Linked DNA regions of Sus scrofa: regions 1 and 3 are each linked to region 2. The links are chromatin contacts, called in public promoter capture Hi-C maps. All regions are on one chromosome and are shown on one strand. Each heading gives the region's core, a stretch centred on a gene start, on an enhancer-like site or on the middle of the called end of the contact. The rest is flanking DNA. Distances are from core to core; before and after follow the strand shown. Region 1 holds the start of ECHS1 (enoyl CoA hydratase, short chain, 1, mitochondrial). Region 2 holds the start of BNIP3 (BCL2/adenovirus E1B 19 kDa protein-interacting protein 3). Region 3 holds the start of ZNF511 (zinc finger protein 511).

Region 1 (2,700 bases), core at 19-2,518, 980 kb before region 2:
TTATGCCTGAACCTTTTCTCTTGAATGAAGACTGCTTACAGGGAAGGTGTATTAGCAAGTGTTCCATGTACAAACGCAAACACTAGGTGCACCCTAACTCTGCCTATGTGGTAACCAAGAGTAAAAGCACGCGACTAGCAAGGAAGAGGTCATTTGGGGAAGCTGGACACTAGGTGCCTAGAACTCTAAGGAGAAAGGAAACAAAGTCCAGCTGGTGGCCAAGGCAGAGCATGACATGATGGAGACTGCTTTGTTTTTTTTAGCTATAACAAAATTTCCTAATCATTAACTCTAATCATTAACTTTTGAGACTGAGGGGAGGCTGGGAGGCTAAAAGGCTTTTCCTTCCAAACACAAGGACTCAGGGTCTGATACACATTTTCAATATTGAAAACTATTGAAACCAAGGCCCCCTAAAACCTAGTTTCCCTACTGAGCTTCTGACGAATCTCTCTACCCAAAACTTTCTTCTCTTTCTTGTCTCCCGACCTCAGTCCTGCGCCAACTGAATAGCAATCAAAGTCAGACAACTAAAGTCGCGGTTGCGGGTGACATCCTCAGCAAACCATCACTGCCTCTGCAGACATCAACACACAAGCTCAGGTTGCTTCTCCAGGGCAGGCCGAGCGACCAGCCCGCCAAGCCATGGACCACGTGGCCTGAGACCGAAAACCAGAGACAGCCCGACAGAAACGGCTCAAAACGATGATTAACTGCATCTTTGTCCTCCCCTTTAAAACACAAACGAGAATCCCCTAACTCAAGGACCGCACGGCTCAGAGGCCTCTCCGGGTTGCTCTGGCTTTCCGCCCCGAATTACACCTGAACGTCGCCCGGAGGCCTGATTTCACCGCCCGGTGTGTCCTGGGCCGGTGTGCGCGGGCGGCCCTCCAGGTTCGCGCACGCGGCGCGCAGCCCACGCGTGCTTCCGACCCCACCCCCACGGCTCGGCCGGCCCTGGCGGGTCTGCTCTCAGGTCTTCGGGCTGCTGGAAGGACGCCACCGAGCGGGGTCCGCTAAAGGCGGCGCGGACCGGGGGACAGGGACGCGGGCACCGACCGGCGCCGGAGCCGCCCCCCCTGCGGCCGCCGCTCGGCCCCGGCCCCACCCCTTGCCCCTCCTCCCGCCCCGCCCCGTCCCCACCCCTTGCCCCTCCTCCCGCCCCGCCGGAACCTGAGCGCTCCCCGCCTCCTTCCGCCCCCGACCGCGGCCCCGCCCCTTCCGCCGCCTGGTCGCGCGATGCCCGCAGTGGGCGGGGCGGGCCCTGACTGGCGCAGCCGGGGGGCGGCTCCGCTGGGCGGTGGCTCCGCTGGGCTGGCTTCCGGCAGTGGGGCCCCTCGTCCCGGGAGCGCCATGGCGACCCTGCGCGCCTTGCTGCCACGCGTCCGCGCCCCGCTGCGCGCCTGGCCCGGCTGCCCCGCGCTGCGCTCCTTGGCCTCGAGTGAGTGCGGGGGCGGGGGCGGGGGCGGGGGCGGGGGCGGACCCGCGGCGGGGGTCCCTCGGCAGCGCCCGGGACCCCCGGGCCTCAGCCTGGGCGCGCCGCTAGGCGGGACCCCGCCCCTGCAGGGGACCCGGCCAGCCTCGCAACCCCTCCCGGCACCTGCTGCCCGAGCTGGCGGAGCCCTGGGGTCACTAGCGCCTCAACTCCAGAGACCAGGGACCGAGAGCTCAGACCTCTGACCATTTCAGCGTTTGGCTGTTGGTTGTGAAATTCCTCAGACTTTAAGAGAAGGTGCGCTTAGCGCCTCTGGAGTAGGAAGGGGAAGCTCGTGCTGTCCCGCTGTGCCTCCTGCCCGGGCCTCCCCAGGTCCAGGCTTTCTCCTGGGCTCTGGCCTTCGGATTCGGCCCCTCCCCCCCCGCCGCGCGCCCCTCCTCCTCTCTGCCGAGCACCTCTGCCCAGTTCCCCGCGGCAACTCTTGCCCACGTCGCTGAGCTGGGGAAGAATTCCCGCCGCCTCTTCCTTCACTTTTGGTCCGCTGACAACCTAACTAACAAGTGTTGGTTTTAAGTTCTCTTTGGCCACCTGCTGCTGCATCCTAGCCTGTGATTAGCAGTTGTTTCCCGGGCTTGTATGTGACAGTCGTGCTGCCTTTACATGTCCGATTTCAGTTATTCCCCAACAAGCCAGTGGGATGGGTACTGCCTCCCTCTTTCGCTGTTCAAGAAAGCAAACCACCTTGGTTAACCTTCTTGTCTGGGCGAGCAGCCCCTGTGGGCCTCCGCAGTTGCCTTTGCCTGTGTGTGCCTCCCCCCCCGATTCCCCCCACCCAGGGGGGCCTCCCCGCAAGGCTGGAAGCGTGCAGTGTGCAGCTTCATTCCCCGCACCTAGTGGACCTTTGTTGAAAGGAGTTTCCTGGAGTTCCCATCCTGGCACAGTGGTGAACGAATCCAACTAGGAACCATGAGGTTGCGGGTTTGATCCCTGGCCTCGCTCAGTGGGTTAAGGATCCCGCGTTGCTGTGGCTGTGGTGTAGGCCGGTGGCTACAGCTCCCATTAGACCCCTAGCCTCGGAATCTCCATATGCCACGGGTGCGGCCCTAGAAAAGGCAAAAAAATAGACCGAAAGAAAGAAAGAAAGAAGGAGTTTCCTTATCCCAGATTTGCAGAATCGCAGGCTGTCTTGTCTAGCGCAGGTTCGGGGAGGTGCTGACCCAGGCGTTCAGGAGAGGGAAGGCTGCTGTTCATTGCTGTTACTTTTT
Region 2 (2,700 bases), core at 160-2,659:
TTGCAGCTTAGATGTGACCCCTGACCTGGGGACTTCCCTAGGCCACTGAGGCTGTTTTTCAGGGCAGGGCAGGTGAGAGTAGGGCCTGTCACTGGAGCAGGTCTTCAAGTCCCGGCATTGCCACTTCCTTGCATGGCGTCCTCTGGGTGATGGAACTTGCTGGAAGCTGTAGAGGGTTCCACATGGGGAAGGAAAACCAGGTGCCACTGTCTTTTCGAGGACTTATAAAAAACTTCAGTGAGCTTAGCAGGTTGCAAGACGTGATGACACTAAAATCCATATTCCTATATATTTTCAAAAAGCAATCAAATGAGATTTAACAACGGTAGTCACCATAACATTAAAAGTATGAATATTTAGAGATGCCTCTGACAAAAGATGTGCGAGCCCTGAACCCTGACAACTGCAAGATACTGCTGAGAAAAAAGTCAAAGAACACCTAAATGATGGCCAAACACAGGGTGTCTGTGGGCCCTAAGGCTCAATACCGCAGCTGCTTCCCCAGGAAGAGGGGCCGAGGAGCTGGGAGGGGCGCCTGGGGAGGGCTGGGGTGGGAACACTGAGAGACTGCAATTCGCGCCTCTGCAGGGACACGCTGTTCTGTTTGTTCCTGGCTGCACCCAACTAGAATGCCGCTGGGACAGGGGCGGCGTGGGCTCCACGCACCATGAGCAAGTGAAAATGAGAAGGACAGTCAGCCTGAAAGCAAGGCCAGCTCCTGGACATCCAGAGAGAAAGCAAGATTGATGCCCCTCTCATGAGCATCCGCCGCGTCCCTGCGATTGGCTAGGGACGCAAATATTGGTCCTATCTGTCTTTCTCTGGTTGGTCCTGAGCTGGAGGCAGGGACCGAAGTCGGGGAAGCTGTCATCGCTGATCAAGTCCTGGCCATTTAGGCCTTGTGGTCACAGGGCTGATGTGCGGCATCCCAGACCTGTTGCCAGAGATTCTGATCTGACTTCCCGCCAGGCTGACGTACAAAAGGCGGTCAACTGAGAGGGGCGACCGGCTGGTGGCCTCAGGACGCCGGCCAAACTGCCAGCGCCGCCTTCGGCTGGCTGCCCCGCCTCCCTTGCTCTCCTCCCCGCGGTCAGAGGGAGCGCGGTCAGGCCTCAGGCAGTATCACCGACGCCCAGGCCCCGCCAGGCCCCGCCTCCCGCCGGCCTAGGTTTCTCCGCGGGGCCCGCACGTCCGACACGCACCTGCCGGTTTCCCACGCCTCGCCCCCCAGGGCGCGCGCTCCCGGCCCGGGTCTCCCCGCCCCGCCCCGCGCCCCGTCCCGCCTGCGCACGCGCAGCCCCCTCCGCACCGCCCGGCCAGCGCACGCGCGCTCCACTCCTCAGGCGACCCCTCCCCCGCCCCCGCCCCGCGCACGCGTCGCACGCGCCGCACGCGCCCTCGAAGGCCCCGCCCCGCGGCCAATGGGCGGCGCCGCCGCTTCGCCGCCGCTTATCCGCCGTGCGTCCGCCGCCAGCGTCAGTCAGTCGGGCCGCGGGCCGACCGCGCTCGAGCTGCTAGGCCCGCGCCGCCGCCGCCGCCGCCACCGCTGCCGCCTCCCCCCGTCCCTCTGCGGCCGCAGCTCGGCTCCGGCCCCCGCCGCCCCGCCGCCATGTCTCAGAGCGAGGCCCCCGGGCTGCAGGAGGAGAGCCTGCACGGTGAGCGGGCCCGGGCGGCCTGGTGGAGGGGCTGCGCGGGGACCCCCGGGAGGCCGGGCGCCGCGGGCTCGGGGCGCGGCGGGTGCAGCCTCCCCGGACGGCAGAGGCGCAGCCCAGGGCCCGTGCCGGTACCGGCGAGCAAACGCCTGGCTTGCGGGTGGAGTTCGTGGACGTGGTTGCAGCGTCGTCGGCTCGGTCCGGAGGCGCGGCTGGGGGACGTGGGCTGCCGGGGCTGCCGGGGGTGCGGGGCGCCGGTCAGCGTCGGGGGGCCGCTTAGACACGGCGGGGGCGCGCCGCCAGCTCTTCCCTGAAGCTCAGGTTCTCTCGTCCTGGGGGTCGTTCCAAAGCCAAGCTGGACGCGGACTGGTGGCCGGCGAGGCGGGGACCCCCTGCCCCTCCCGGAAAGCGGGCTCGCGGGGTCCGGCCTCGCGGTCCTGTCCCTGGGGAGCCCCGCGGCCGCGGGCTGGAGGAGGGGCCGTGCGCGCGACCTTTGGATCCTCTGAAGCAAGAGTTTAGGCAGCGGGAGCACGTAAATAAGTTTGGAGAGGACCGTCGAAACCTTTGCGGGTGCATTTTTAAGTTTTTGAAAACCTTTTTGTTATCTGAACTTAGCCACATTTTCTTACGCCTTCCAACAAGCTTTTCCTAAGTAAGACTCGGTGTAATGCGTTGTATAATGTGCATTTAGAACTAAGACGACAGTTTAAAAATCCTGTCATCTCATTAAATTTCAACACTGCTTATCTTCTTGGAAACAGGTTGAGATTGAATCTGTCTTTTCTCACCACCGAGGATGCCGTGGTCACTCGTCTACGCTTCTGACCTCGTGCTTTGGTGGTTGAGATTTGTGTCTGGAAGGGTTCTAAGCGCCCAGAGCCCCCATCTCCGTTCCTTGATTGACACACCAAACTGCTGAGTCATTGGCAATGCAGAAGGCCAGCTCCCAAGTTAAAAGATTTGTTTTTCTGTTTTGTTTATTCTATAAAAAGACAGTTGCAGGCCGAGTGGAAACTCCTGCTGGGCTCTTTGGGCTCCTCTCGGGTAC
Region 3 (2,700 bases), core at 6-2,505, 880 kb before region 2:
TTTGCTCTTCCTCGGTTTATCGAAGCGGAAGTCTGCGGGGTAGAGGTGACCAGTCACCAGGTGCTCCTTCCTGTCTCTGCTGGTTCTGAACCTCTCTGGGCAGCCCTCCACCAAGCACTGATACTGCAACGGAAACAGCGTCACCCACCCTGATCCTAGTGGCTGCCACACCCCCGCCTTGCTGTGCTTCAACCCCAGGCTCTGGTACCCCGAGGCACAGGGCTAGGAACAAGCCCTCGTGATGACTGCCCGTGGCCTCGGTGGGCAAGACGTCACCCACCATGTCCTGCCGCTCGGCCAAGATCTGGAACAAGGAGTCGTGCCACTCCAGAATGTGGGTGTCCAGCAGGTGTCCAGAGGGGAAGGCCCGCTTGCAGAAGGAGCAGACGTTCCTGTGCAGCGTGTGGTAGTGGTGCTCGTAGTCCTCCAGGACATCAAACACCTGGCAGCAGCCAGCCACGTGACAGGTGAACTCGGGCACCCTGGCGAAGGACAGAACCTCAGGCTCCCTGTCACAGTTCCCCTTTAGGTTGCCCGACAAAGCTTCGGATTTCCTCTCGCAATCCCAAATCCTAGTTTCAGAACAATTAGCCTTTCATAGACCAGCTAGGCCGAGGTGAGGGCAGCCACGCAGGCTTGGTCGGTGGTCCAGGCTGAGGGGCAGCAAGGGCACCTGAGGAGGGGCGGGAAGACGGAGGGGCGAGGAGAAGACAAGAAGGGGATACGTGCGGGGCCACTGCGCTCACCTGGGCCTCTCGGGTGCCCCGGCCACCTGCGTAAGCACATCCTGGAGGTAGAGGTGCCGCTGCACGTCCCCGTCCTGCAGGAGACAGCCCCGTGAGCCCTGACTCCGCCTACCCGCCCGGGTCCCCCGGCTCCGGCCCTCGGCCCCGCCCGGAGCCTTAGCTCCTTGACGGAAAAATCTGCGCCCGCCCCGGCCCCGCCTCGAGCTCTTGGTCCCGCCCACAGCCCCGCCCCCAGGGCGCTGGCCCCGCCCCTCACAACTGCCCTCTCCCTCCTCGGCTCACGAACCTCGAAGAACTCGTGCTCCCGTGGGAAGCGCACCTGGCGCGCCGCGAAGGTGAAGGGAGCGGCCCCGGCCGCGGGGTCCCGCTCCACGGGCAGCGGCTCGGCCGCCCCGGCGGCCCCCGCCAGGCGGACGTGCAGCGCGGGCGGCAGCTGCATCGCCCAGCGAGCCGGCGCCCCCACGGCCTGTCGGCCACCGTCCGCACGTCGGCGGCGGCGGGGCGGGGCCGGATGTGACGTCGCCGCACTTCCGCTGCCGGAGGGGCTGTCGCTGCGGGTTTCGCGGGCTGGGTGCCCGGCTCCGCGCCCTGTGGTGAGTGGGGCGCGGGGCCGTGGGGTCTGAGTCTGGGGGCGGCTCCGGGGCGGAGCGGACGTCGCGCGTCCCACCGATGAGCCTCTGGGTCCCCTCCCGCCCCGAGCAGCGCAGGCTCCCGGCTGCAGAGGCTCCCAGCCTCCCTCCCGTCCTCCTTGCCGCCGCCGTCTCCCCCGGGCAGTGCCGCCGCGGCCTTCCGATCCCCTGTACCCAGACCGGTCCCCAGACTGGACCCCGAGTGGTTTTCGGCAAATTCACATGCGCTGAGCCCTCTGCATGTCCCACTGTCTTGAGGGTCTCTGTGTCCATTTGTGGCGACCGGTCGGGAGAAGCAGCGGCAGCATCAGAAAGCTGAGCTGAGCTGTTGCAGCTCGTGCTCCTCAGAGTTGTGCTCGGTGGGGCTGCTGTTGGTATTTTTGGTGGGAGGGTTCTGTGGATGTTCGGCTCCCCGGCCTCTTGCCCACGGAGATTCTAGACACCTCTGCAGTCACCGTGACTGCCCAGACTCCCCTAGGCATTTCCAGGCACCCGGGGCGGGGGCTGCCTGCAGGCGAGAGCCACAGATCTTGCAGGAATTGTTCCCCAAAGTGACGTGGAACAGCAGGCTCCTTGTATTAAGGACGTCTCTGCTTTTATTTCTACCACAAATGTAAAGTTTCATGAAGACAGATTTGGGGGGGGGTGTCGTTGTTTGATTGGTTTTTTTTCTTCTCTTTTTAGGGCTGCACCCATGGCATATAGAATTTCCCAGGCTAGGGGTGGAATCGGAGCTGTAGCTGCGGGCTTACACCACAGCCACAGCAAACGTGGGATCCCTAACCCATGGAGGGAAGCCAGGGATTGAACCTGCGTCCTCATGGATACCAGTTGGGTTTGTTACCGCTGAGCCACAGTGGAACTCCAAGACGGTTTTTAAATAAACATTTGCTGAAATGATCTTTCTTTAGAAGAGCCCTGTCCACCCACTTGTGTCTGGAGGAGAGGTGTTTTCTTTTGGTGGCCCCTGCAGTGTTCTTGCCATCTGGTGTGACCAGTGATCCTGGTCCAGCCGTTCAGGCCAGGCCGCGGTCCTGGGAAACCTCGTGGGAATGTGGGAAGCCTGGCTGTCGGCTGTTTTGCCGGTGGTTTGCAGCGCCTGGTCCAGCGTCCTCTGTGATTAACTGCAAGTCACAGGTAGTTTGGGGTGCTGGCAGGGAGTCCTGTACAGTTTGGGATTTCTCAGGTAGCAGTGGCCGTTTCCAGGTGGTTGGCCGTGTGCAGCGATAGCAACGTTTGTTTCTGCTTTTCTAGTAAGAGCGGTGCTGTGTTTCCTCTCCACGGCGGCTCTCTGGGTGGGATCTTCGTCTTTGCAGAGGAAGCGT

The links. Promoter capture Hi-C pulls out the DNA fragments that hold promoters and counts their contacts.
Region 1: a promoter capture Hi-C map of liver shows a contact between it and region 2, with 5 times the contacts expected there. The contact joins the promoter of ECHS1 here to the promoter of BNIP3 in region 2. A contact is called at or near these places in 1 of 5 promoter capture datasets (liver) and 1 of 2 datasets of contacts at active chromatin or transcription factors (alveolar macrophages).
Region 3: a contact with region 2 is called in a promoter capture Hi-C map of liver, with 3 times the contacts expected there. The contact joins the promoter of ZNF511 here to the promoter of BNIP3 in region 2. A contact is called at or near these places in 1 of 5 promoter capture datasets (liver) and 1 of 2 datasets of contacts at active chromatin or transcription factors (alveolar macrophages).

Annotation. Positions count from the first base shown.
Region 1 is chr14:141,347,438-141,350,137 of Sscrofa11.1, reverse strand. ECHS1 (enoyl CoA hydratase, short chain, 1, mitochondrial) reads left to right here and starts at 1,268. Exons shown (of 8, transcript NM_001190175.1): 1 at 1,268-1,441. The coding sequence starts at 1,354.
Region 2 is chr14:140,370,660-140,373,359 of Sscrofa11.1, reverse strand. It overlaps BNIP3 (BCL2/adenovirus E1B 19 kDa protein-interacting protein 3), which reads left to right and starts at 1,409. Exons shown (of 6, transcript XM_003359404.4): 1 at 1,409-1,655. The coding sequence starts at 1,610. It overlaps LOC110256840 (a long non-coding RNA gene), which reads right to left and starts at 1,282. Exons shown (of 2, transcript XR_002338864.1): 1 at 1,203-1,282; 2 at 1-284.
Region 3 is chr14:141,251,928-141,254,627 of Sscrofa11.1, reverse strand. ZNF511 (zinc finger protein 511) reads right to left here and starts at 1,255. Exons shown (of 5, transcript XM_021073935.1): 1 at 1,033-1,255; 2 at 747-820; 3 at 281-482; 4 at 1-123. The coding sequence starts at 1,185. It overlaps TUBGCP2 (gamma-tubulin complex component 2), which reads left to right and starts at 1,251. Exons shown (of 18, transcript XR_002338877.1): 1 at 1,251-1,339.